Regions from separate parts of the Canis lupus genome. Here region 2 is linked to region 1. A link is a contact called in public Hi-C data. All regions are on one chromosome and are shown on one strand. The core of a region is the stretch at or near the end of the contact, and the rest is flanking DNA. Distances in the headings are between cores, read along the strand shown. Region 1 holds the start of FRMPD1 (FERM and PDZ domain-containing protein 1). Region 2 holds the start of TRMT10B (tRNA methyltransferase 10 homolog B).

What was found. A called contact is a pair of places that touch in the nucleus more often than the background predicts.
Region 2: a Hi-C map of blood shows a contact between it and region 1, with 2.7 times the contacts expected there. The contact joins the promoter of TRMT10B here to the promoter of FRMPD1 in region 1. A contact is called at or near these places in 3 of 9 Hi-C or Micro-C datasets (amygdala and blood).

Annotation. Positions count from the first base shown.
Region 1 is chr11:54,231,673-54,237,396 of UU_Cfam_GSD_1.0, reverse strand. FRMPD1 (FERM and PDZ domain-containing protein 1) reads right to left here and starts at 2,562. Exons shown (of 22, transcript XM_038552855.1): 1 at 2,407-2,562. It overlaps TOMM5 (mitochondrial import receptor subunit TOM5 homolog), which reads left to right and starts at 2,681. Exons shown (of 2, transcript XM_038552875.1): 1 at 2,681-2,882. The coding sequence starts at 2,762.
Region 2 is chr11:54,385,387-54,391,338 of UU_Cfam_GSD_1.0, reverse strand. TRMT10B (tRNA methyltransferase 10 homolog B) reads right to left here and starts at 1,921. Exons shown (of 9, transcript XM_038552870.1): 1 at 1,774-1,921.

The DNA of each region.
Region 1 (5,724 bases), core at 1,313-3,812:
TTGCCAACTCATTTTGCCAACTCATTTTGCCTCACTATTTAGATGGATGAGATATGCCTTCTTGTTACATTCTTCCTACTGCATTCTTCTTCCTGGCTGCCTTGATGCCAGACCACATTTGATAATATTTTGATTCCCATACACTCCAGACCAGAATGCCCTAGATGATGCAATTAGAAATAAAAATGCTTAGATTGTTAGAACTGAACAGGACTCTCAAGAGCATTTAATCATATCTTCTCCTTTTACAACTAAAGAAATGGAATTGCATTGAAACAGAGACTTGTCCCTCATCACATGGCTTGATGGTGGCAGTGCCAAATCTAGAGGCTGTATCTCCAGTCTTCCTGTCCAGTTTCTTTCCACAGCCCCTGCTGCTTTCCAGGGTCAGTGCAGGCTTTCTATACACTCTCAAAGTGTTGGATAGTGGCTGCTCCTTGGGAGCAGCCCCTTCCATTCCAGAGCTGCCTCTGCTATTCCCCTACATGAGTTAGGGATAGGAGAGGTTACTAAAGCCCGAATATGTAGAGGAGTTCTCTTTCTTGCCCCAATGTCTTACATTCTATCAATCAGGAAAGTGGGCAGCATTGCTTTAGTTACCAGTTACTGCAGTAAATTAATGTTCTAATTTATCCAAAACCAATGTTGTGCAATGTGCAGTCAGGAAGGCACATTCTCTTTTTGTTTGTTTGTTTGTTTGTTTTTTAGAGAGGGCAGCTGGCGGAGGGAGGGAGAGTGAGAATCCCAAGCAGGCTCCATGCCCAGCTCAGAGCTCAAGGTGGGGCTCAATCTCACAACCCTGAAATCATGATCTGAGTTGAAATCAACAGTTGGACGCTTGACAGACTGAGCCACTCAAGCATCCCAGATATATTCTGGTTTTGAATTATGTGAGCAATTCAATCATCTGGTTTGTGTCTAAAAATTATAAATGGCTGGGCACTTGGGTGGCTCAGCGGTTAAGCGTCTAGACACCTTTGGCTCAGGTCATGATCCTGGGGTTCTGGGATCAAGTCCTGATCGAGCACCCTGCAGGGAGCCTGTTTCTCCCTCTGCCTGTCTCTGCCTCTCTCTCTCTCTGTGTCTCCCATGAATGAATAAATAAATAATCTTTTAAAAATTATATATGGCTAGTTGGCCTGCAAAATTGGGGGCTGCACTCTTTTGATGACTCTGTGACAGGGAATCTGATTGCACTAAACCTCTACCTCCTGACTCCAGTCTTGGCTATCCAGGCAGGCACTACTGGTTAAAGATTAAGAGAGGAGCAGTGGGGTGCAGGGGAAAGAGAGTGCAACTTGACATTATAATTATCTGCATTAGAACCCTGCCCCTGGGCACCTGGGTGGCTCAGTGGTTGAGCTTCTGCCTTTGGCTCAGGTCATGATCCCTGGGGCCTGGGATGGAGTCTCACATCCAGCTCCCCATAGGGAGCCCGCCTCTCCCTCTGCCTATGTCTCTGCCTCTCTCTCTCTCTCTCTCTCTCTCTGTCTTTCACAAATAAATGGATAAAATCTCAAAAAAAACCCATCACTACCCATCACTAGCAGAATGACTCTAAGCAGTGCACTTGGTTTCTCAGCTCCCCCTCCTCGTCTGTGAAATGTTGAAAGGACCTGAACTTGTTTTATATATACTGTATTACTGGGCCAATATGATAATCTATCAGGAACAATTAACACCAGAAATGAGAATATAACGATAATATGGAGTTAAAAACTTTTATGTCTGAGTCCTACAAACGTAAATATAAAACCCTACTGCAGGGGTGCCTAGCTGGCTCTGTCAGTATAGCATGGGACTTTTGATCTCAGGGTCCTGAGTTCAAGCCCCAGCTGGGGCATAGGGCTTACTTTAAATAAACAAACAAATTTCTATATATAATAAAATGAGGCTGACAATAACATTTTTAAAAACCTATTGCATTTACTAGCTGTGTAATGTAAAGCAAGTTTCATCATCTTCATCTTTTGTTTTAACTTCTCAGGAAATTTTTCAAACATGCTCAAAATAGACTAATTAAAATGCTATGTTAATCATTCTAATTGATTTTCAACATTTTTCTTTTTTTTTTTTAATTTTTATTTATTTATGATAGTCACACAGAGAGAGAAAGAGAGAGGCAGAGACATAGGCAGAGGGAGAAGCAGGCTCCATGCACCGGGAGCCTGACGTGGGATTCGATCCGGGGTCTCCAGGATCGCGCCCTGGGCCAAAGGCAGGCGCCAAACCGCTGCGCCACCCAGGGATCCCAATTTTCAACATTTTTCTAATATCCTTTCCTCTCCCTTCCTCAACACTCCCCCCCCCCCCCCCCGCCAAGGTATTTTAAAGTATATTTGGGCAAGTTGTTTTAAAGCTGTCTGTGCTTCAATTTTCTCACCCAGGAAATGGAGGTTTTGATACCTAACTCACGGCGTAGAACCGTAGCTATTATGAAGTACGGCGGTGTCTTCGGGCACCGCCCGCTCGGAGGTGTAAAAGCACTCTGCGGCGTACAGCGCCCGGCTCAGGACACAGGTTACTGCACAGCCCGGAGGACCCGGCGTCGCGCGTGACTGAGAGACTACGACCGCCCTCTTCAGGCAGCTCCCTGCAGAACCTCTCAGGCAGGAAGAGGATTGTCCCTCGCAGGCCCCCGTCGCCGCGCGCGAACACGAGGGGCGGGAACAGGAAATGGGGTGGGGCCGAGTTCCGGGCGCCCGGCAGCCTCTGAGGAGAGCAGAGCGTGGCCGCCGCAAGGCTGAGAAGCAGAGCCGTGATGTTCCGCATCGAGGGCCTTGCGCCGAAGCTGGACCCGGAGGAGATGAAACGGAAGATGCGCGAGGATGTGATCTCGTCCATACGGAACTTTCTTATCTACGTGGCCCTGCTGCGAGTCAGTGAGTGTCCTTCCCGGGCTGCGGCCGCGAGACCCGCGGGGAGCTCGCGGACTTGGCCCGCCCGACTCTGGTCCTGGGGTTCTGTGGCGGCCCGCGAGCTGAGCGGTCGCGGGGGGGGTAGGACATGTGTGTCGAGGAGAGCGGGCGCAGGCGCAGCTGGGGGTCTGCGGGTCGGGGTCCGGGTACAGAAGTGCCTGCGGCGGCTCGGGCTGCGAGGGTAGTCCCGCCTCGCCCTGCCTTAAGAGCGTTTGAATGGAAAGAGCCTCGAGGGTTACTACCTCCGCCTCGCAGCAGCTCCCGTTTTGCCGACAGAAACGGGGAGCTCGAATGGAGAAATGGCTGGCTCAAGGTCACTCAGAGATCCAGTGAACGATCTTGCTCTAGAATCCACAGTTCTTAATACCACGTTTCCTTCCTTCAGTGCTGACCTCTGAGATACAAAAAAAAATATTGCTTATTTGTACAGAGGGTGAGGTAAATAATTGCTTTTTTTCTTTCTTTCTTTTTTTTTTTTTGGAAGAAATGAGAAGGAAAGGGTATGAGTCTATATGGTTAATAATAATAATACCTGAAGGTTTATTTGAATTTACGTTTGGCCGAAGCATATTTTTGCGTTGTCTGGTCTTGACAGTAGTGCTTTGAGGGGAGACGAGGCTTAAGGTGCTGTATATCCCGCTTGCAAATGAGAACTCACCTTTCAGAGGGTCTTAACACAAAATGTCAGCGCTAAAGGCACACTAGATATTAGAGCTGGGTGCACCTCTGTAGGTCACGTCTCTAGCTTTGCTGATAGGAATCTCAGAAGTGATTTGCACCCCACCCCCCAATTCTCACTTCACCTTTCTTTTCATTGCACCTTGTTGTGTTTTGCGAATATGTCTGGTGGAGAGGCAGAAGTGATTCAAATAAATAAAGGCCATACCGAGGTCATCCTGTAGAAGGCTCCTGTTGGGCCTAGGCCAGAGCTCACTGAAGCTTGGTACCCCATCACTGACTATGGTATTACCTTGTTTCCCCAGGAGAGGGAGCCCTGCTGAACAGAAACCCAAATCTTCAGCTTTTTTTTTTTTTTTTTGCAACTCCCAACTTATTTTTCTCTTCTTACCTTTTTTGTTGACTTAGCTGCCAGTAAAACATTTGCTTCTTTTCAGTGACCTTTGTATCTGATATGAATTAGTTTTCTTAGAAAAAAAAATAGAGAATACTGTTTCACATTACCACTTTTTATTTTATTTTTTAAAATATTGGGGATCCCTGGGTGGCGCAGCGGTTTAGCGCCTGCCTTTGGCCCAGGGCGCGATCCTGGAGACCCGGGATCGAATCCCACGTCGGGCTCCCGTTGCATGGAGCCTGCTTCTCCCTCTGCCTATGTCTCTGCCTCTCTCTCTCTCTCTCTCTCTCTGTGTGTGTGTGACTATCATAAGTAAATAAAATTTAAAAAAATAAAATATTTTATTTATTTATTCATGAGAGACACACAGAGAGAGAGAGAGGCAGAGACACAGGCAGAGGGAGAAGCAGGCTCCATGCAGGGAGCATGACGTGGGACTTGATCCTGGGTTTCCAGGATCAAACCCTGGACTGAAGGCAGCGCTAAACTGCTGAGCCAACTTACCGCTTTTTAAAAGAAGATATAATGGGTATACAGTTGACCCATTTAAAGTGTGCAGTTCAACCTAAGGGTCTATCCATAAACGGACAAAGAAGATGTGGTGTGTATATACAGAGGAATATTACTTAGATATAAAAATCTTCCCATTTGCAACAACATGGATGGACCTATAGGCTATCATGCTGTGTAAAATAAGTCAGAGAAAGATAAATATCATATGATTCCACTTATATGTGGAATCTTCAGAAACAGACTGATAAACACAGACAACAGACTGGTGATTGCCAGTAGGGAGTAGAGTGGGAGATAGACAAAATAGGGGAAGGAGCTTAAAAGCTATAGACTTAAAGTTACAAAAAAACAAGTCACTGGTGTACGGTATAGAGATAACATAGACAATACTGTAGTAACTTTATGTGATAACTAGACTTATTGTGGGGATCATTTCATAATATATAAGAAATTGAATCACTGTGACATACACCTGAAACTAACAGGGTACTGTGTGTTGATTATATTTTATTTATTTATTTTTAGTTTTAGGGTTTTTTTATATTTTATTTAAAAAGAGAAAATTTTTGGATCCCTGCGTGGCTCAGCAGTTTAGCGCCTGCCTTTGGCCCAGGGCATGATCCTGGAGTCCCGGGATTGAGTCCCACATCAGGCTCCCTGCATGGACCCTGCTTCTCCCTCTGTGTCTCTGCCTCTCTCTCTCTCTCTCTCTCTCTCTCTCTCTCTTTCTCTGTCTCTCATGAATAAATAAAATCCTTTTAAAAGAAAGAAAGAAAGAGAAAGAAAGAAAGAAAGAAAGAAAGAAAGAAAGAAAGAAAGAAAGAAAGAAAGAAAGAAAGAATTTAAAAACAAAGGGTATAATTTAGTGGTTCTTAGCATAGTCAGGGTTGTGCAACCATCACCACAATCCATTTTAGAACATTTTCTTTACCTCTAAAGGGGATACCATGCCCATTAGCTGTCATTCCCCCATTTTCTCCCTTCCCTTTCCCTTGGCAACCACTAACCTGTTTTTTCTTTATGGATTTGCCTTTTCTGGACATTTCACAGAAAGAGAATTGTAGAATATGTGACCTTTTGTGTCTAGCTTATTTTATTTTGCATAATGTTTTCAAGGTTCATCCATATTACAGCACATATTAGTATTTCCTTCATTTTTATGGCCAGGTAATATTCCATTGTGTGGATGTGCCACATTTTGTTTATTCATTTAATGAA
Region 2 (5,952 bases), core at 672-3,171, 150 kb before region 1:
GAGTCTGCAATATAGCAGATTGGGCAGGGACCACATCTTCTTCATCTTTGTATCTTTAGAGGCCAGCACAAGGTCTGGCACAAAATGGAAGCTCAGTAAATATTAACTAGAAGCTTGCTACCTATTGATCCTCAGAAAACAAATGTGAAATTGGACATCACAGATATCATCTGTGTGAGATGTTATCTATGGCCAGTTTTAGCATTTCATTTTTTCATTAAAAAGTGTTTTCTGGGGTCACCTGGGCAGCTCAGTGGTTGAACGTCTGTCTTTGGCTCAGGGCGTGATCCTGGGGTCCCGGATTGAGTCCTGCATAGGCCTCCCTGCGAGGAGCCTGCTTCCCCCCCTGCCTATGTCTCTGTCCCTCATGAATAAATAAATACAATCTTTTAAAAAAAAAAAAAAAAGGTGTTTTCTGGCGTCGCCTGGGGGAATCAGTCGGTTGAGCATCCGACTCTTGATTTCAGCTCAGGTCATGGTCTTAGGGTCATGGGATTGGGCCCCGTGTCAGGCGTGGCATTCCACTTGGAGTCTACTGGAGATTCTCTTCCTCTGCCCCTCTCCCATGCTCTCGCTCTTTCTTTCTCTAAAACAAATAAATAAATCTTACAAAAAAGAAAAAAGATGTTTTCTGAGCCTCTGTTACAGTCCAGTACTGAGTATTGGAGTTTCTCAATTAGTTACTAATCCTGTAACAGTTAATAAGCACCCAACATAACAGTGCATGCTGAGGATTTGAGAATGATGTCCATTCTGCCTTCACAGGGCTCCAATTATCTGACTCAGCCTTGCATCATGGATGGTCTGTTTCCCCACTACATTATAAGCTCTTCCAGGGAAGAGACGATAAAGAATTCAGGTGCACACACTCAGTGACCAGTACTGAGCCTTGCAGAATGAAAAGCATCATCTTAAATGTTTGATAATTATGTTACCCTTCTGCTCACAATTATGCAGTGTTTTCCATTTCACTTATATACATAACTGAAATCCTTACAATGGCCTATACTGATCATTAAGGTCTGCCTCCCCCCCCCCCCCCCCCCCCCCCGCCCCCAATCAAGTGTCCTCTGCACTTTCTGGTCTAATTGCTGCTCCTAACATACCAAGGATAGTCTCACCTCAGGGCTGTGCACTTGCTCTCATTTCTACCTCCAGTGCTCTTCCCCTAGATAACTATATGACTACCTGCCTCATTTTATTCTGATTTTCATTATCTGACATGTTTTACTTACTTTTTATCTGAATTTCTCCATGTCTATCATGTAAGCAGATGTTCTGTTTGCCTTGTCCACTACCCTGTATGCCTACAAAAAGGCTTGGTACATAACAGACGCTCAATAAATACTTGCTGACTTGATCAATTCCCCACCCCACTCCCCATCTCTGAGTTGGCCTCAGATCTTTCCTCACCCAAGTCCCACCTGATGAGCATATCCCTGGACGCTAAGTGATGGGCCAGCCTCTGTTTGCACGCTTTTCTCATTTTCTAAAATTTAGTTCACGGAAGCTGGCTCCAGTCCTCTGGCACCTTCAGCACTAGAGCACCCAGACCCCCGACCCGAGAGTACCCCACCTGTGGGCCCCGCCTCTCCTACAGGCTGCTAGTGTGAGGGGAGGCGGCAAGGGAAAGCACCAAGAAGGTGGAGGACACGAGGCCACAAGACTGTCGAGAGGACCTTCCCGGTGACTGTGCCGCCCACGCACGAGGTGGCAGTCCCAAACCAGACCCCTCCAGCCCCAGGCCCGCCCCGCAACGAGCCCCTGGCGTACCTGAACCCCTCACCTCACGCAGCCTCCGCGGCGCACGTCAAGCCCCGCCTCCGGCCTCACTTCCGGTTCCTGCCCCCTCTCCGAATGGCATTCTGGTAGTTGTAGTTCTCACCCTGGCATCTAGCTCCAGTCCACCAGTCCACCCGCGCTGACACTAGGGTGTTGCCTATGGTTTACGCAGATATTGATTGCCTCGCCTGTCTGAGCCTGTTTCCCGGCTGTGAGATGGAGATTACAATCCCAGCCGCTCACAGACCTCACAGGGTAGCGGCAGTAACCAGGGGTTTTGAGGGCTGTCAAGAACTGGGCAATTGGGAAAGTGGGCTGCAACCAGTCTTTTTTTTTTTTTTTTTTAAGATTTTATTTGATTCACGAGAGACACATAGAGGCAGAGACACAGGCAGAGGGAGAAGCAGGCTCCCTCTGGAGAGCCGGATGCTGGACTCAATCCCAGGACCCTCCCTTCACACCCTGAGCCAAAGGCAGATGCTCAACCAGATGTTCCCTGAAACCACTCCCCCCCCCCTTTTTTTTTTTGAAACCAGTCTTGAGTCACCTTTCATTTCAAGCCTGGGGGCCTTGCCCTCCCCTGGGCTCCTCTACAAGCCACAGAACCCACCAGCTGACACAGCCTTCCCTGAGTACACAGCGGCCCTTACCACCACCTGGCTGTTCAGGCAGAGAACAGAAATATCCCAGTTTGGGGCCTTAACTAATGAGTCTAGCCTCTGGCCATTCTCCCTTACTCAATTCACCTCAGAGATCCATGGGGAAAGTGAGGCTCAGAGACATGAAGAGACTTGTCCAAGCCTTGGTCTGATAAAAATTATCAGCCACTCTTCACTCTTCCCCTTATTCCCAGGGGTCTCACCCTTTCAGAGAGACCCTAGCATGAATGAGCTGGAAATATCTCCTGCCAAAGATACTACAGCCCTGTTGGATTCCTCCTTGACCCCACACTGTTTCCCTCTCTGGACTTTCTTCCCACAGCTCCTCCAACACCTCCACCCTGTCCCTAAGCCTTCAGTTCATCCTTTATTGGCTACTACAGCAATTTTATTTTTTTTTTATTTTTTTAAGATTTTATTTATTTATTTATGAGAGACACAGAGAGAGAGAGAGGGGCGGGGGGTGGGGAGGGCAGAGACAGGCAGAGGGAGAAGCAGGCTCCATGCAGGGAGCCTGACGCGGAACTTGATTCCGGATCTCAAGGATCAGGCCCTGGGCTGAAGGTAGCGCTAAACCGCTGAGCCACCTGGGCTGCCCCTACAGCAATTTTTAAATGCTAAAAGTAAACATTCTTTATCTCCCAGAAGGCTTTTCCTAAAACCCAGCTATAACACCTCTTCTCTGCTCAGAAGCTGGTCCTGGATTTCACTCAGCTGGGCTTGGGAAGTGGCTCAGATGGTCTTCAGTGGCTCCCATCACACCTACTGGTCCCTGCACTTTGCACTCCCTGCCACTGCTCTTGTATCTCTTCTTGCCCCTTCCACCCTTCACCGCCACCCCCCAAATCCCACCACGCAGTGGACATCTGTTTTCCAGATGATTGTGTCTCCTCTGTTCCAAATCCTAGTGGCTTCCCACTGTACTTGGATATAAAGTCTAACTTTCCCAAAGCCTTCCTGGACTGGTTCCTGACTGCTCCACCAATCTCATCTATCACTCTTCCTCTGGCTTGCTGTGGTCCAGTCACACCTGGCTTCTTGAAATGCTTCAAGTATACCAAAGATTTGCACGTACTGTTCCCTTTCCTCTCACTTTTTCTATGGCTGGCTCCTTCTTGTCCTTTAGGCTTCAGCTTAAACCTTCCATCTTCAGAGAGGTCTTCACTGATCACCCAGGTAAGATTGGCTCATCCTATCAACATCTTGGCACTCTTTGTTTCTGTATATCACCTGTCAGTAATCTTTTTTTTTTCCTGTGTCTTTCCTACTAATTTTAAGTTCCTGAGGGAACATCTATCATGTTGATGGTTTGGTTCCCAATGTCACTGCATGGTTTGATGATAGAATCACCAAATGAGTGATTTTTCTCCTTTCTTAACACATCCCAAACTTACCCTCCTATCTGCCAAGTCCAGGACAGGATACTCAGTAGCTACTCCATAAATACTTCTTGACATAGTAGTTCTCATTAATGCTGCCTCCTACAGGAAGACTTCCACAATCACTACTCTGTCCACAACTCCAAAATGACTTCTCTTCTTTGAGCTCTCACAGCATCTTATATGTCCTCTTTCATTGTCCTGAGCCGACAGTGCCTTATATTATAGGTCTCTACCTTTACATGTCATCCTATCTCTTAGACTAGGAGCTCTTGAAGACAGGATTCTCATCCAATTATTTACATCTGTAATCCTGCATCAGGCATCACCTGTGATGGGTGTAACAAATGTTTTTATAAAGAAATAGATCAGCCAATGTGATGGTGAGTGGGAAAAGGATAGAGAAGTGCAAATGTCTGCTAGTTTCTTAGTCATTAAACACGACTCTTGCACTGCATCACATTCTACGTATTTCATCTAGGGGCCTATGTATCTCAAAGTGCTAAACAGGACCACCCCCACCCCACCCTTCATTTTAGCCTCTCAACAATGAGGGATTTCCCAGAACTTCTGGAACTTAGTACTCCTCAGGGGAACTGCAGAGTAAACTACCAACTCCATACAGTAGCAACCCAAGAAAGTTAATGGATTTGAGGGGAGAGCAAGTGAAGAAAGACAGAAATAAACATTTGAGTACCTATGCCAGAGGCTTCACAGTCTTCCTGCCTTCATGATTATTTCTCACAATAACACTGAATGTGTATTACATAACGATCTCTAGTTCAGGATATTGTCCCATTGATAAGAAAATGTATTCAATGTATCTAAATAAGGCATCTGGCACACTGTAGGCCCTCATTAAATGAGACTAGTAATAGTTCCTTTTGTCCATTGGAGAAACTGAGGCCCAGAGCAGTGCCTATAATAACACTATCAGGATTCAAGCCTTGGTTGAGTTGAAGTCCTGAGCTCTTTAACTTGTGAACCTATAAATCATGTCCATGTAAATAAGTTGCATAGCTTTTCAGAGCTTTCTGCTGGTAAAAGTGTTCAAGTCCTGTTTAATTAACATCATACAATTTTTATTATTTCAGTGTACTATTGTTCCTATTTTTCATGGCCACAAAGTCACTTCAAATCTATGTTCAAGGGCCTTATTTAAATGTTATTCAAAATATTGTGTGAAAAGAAATAGGCCTCTAAGAAAATTCATCTTTTCCTGGCACGAGTACTGGTTAACTGGTTAGTTAACAAGTAACTGGTAACAAGGGGTGAGAAGAGCATCTTCTCTTCTCCTAAAATATTGCTTTCCTCTGATTCCCAAGATCTTAGGTACTTAGGTACTCATTCTGCTCCCTGCTTTTTCTGGGTGAAGGAGAGGAATTAGGGGGCCAGTGCAGACCACAACTGATCAGGAGTACCAGAAGGACAAAGGGACCCCTTAAATGAACCTTAGTAGCCCAATGTGAGCATCTCGGCCAGAATTGGCCTCGACAGAGAAGCCAGGGTAAAAAGACATCCCAAGGGTATCTTGAAATCAGTTTTCCCGGGGTCTGAAAACAAAATGTAAGAAATGGTATCATACTGGTTGAAGCATCCGTAAAGTTTGGGAGTTATTATTAACTTTTACTATTTGCTAGATTATTTACCATATTTCTACCATACAAAGCAGGAACTATTAATATTTAAAGAGAAAACCAAAGCATAGAGGGGTTAAGTAGCTTGTCCAACATCCCACTAAAATTAACTGAGATTAACTGGCTCAACTGAGATTAGTGAGAAAGGTACTAAATATATTTCTTTTGCTCTAATATTACTCTTAAAAAGGCAAATCTAATTCTGGGCTTTAATGTTTGCCGTTTTAGATATTTACAACAACAACAAAAAAAAGGGTGCAGTATTCAGATGTGGCGTCAATTTCAGAAGAAGCATGGAGCACACACTCCTGGAAGTGGGTCACCGTGCAACTAAGGAACTTACTGCCACCTAGTGGCAGCCTATACGTGTCCTGGGAAGGCGGCCAAGAATACCTGGCCAACAAGCCAAACCTTATGAAAGTAGAATCTATCAAATGTCACATGTATTCACTCCTATCTGTGTGAGTTATTGCCAAATCAGTGTCATATGAGAAG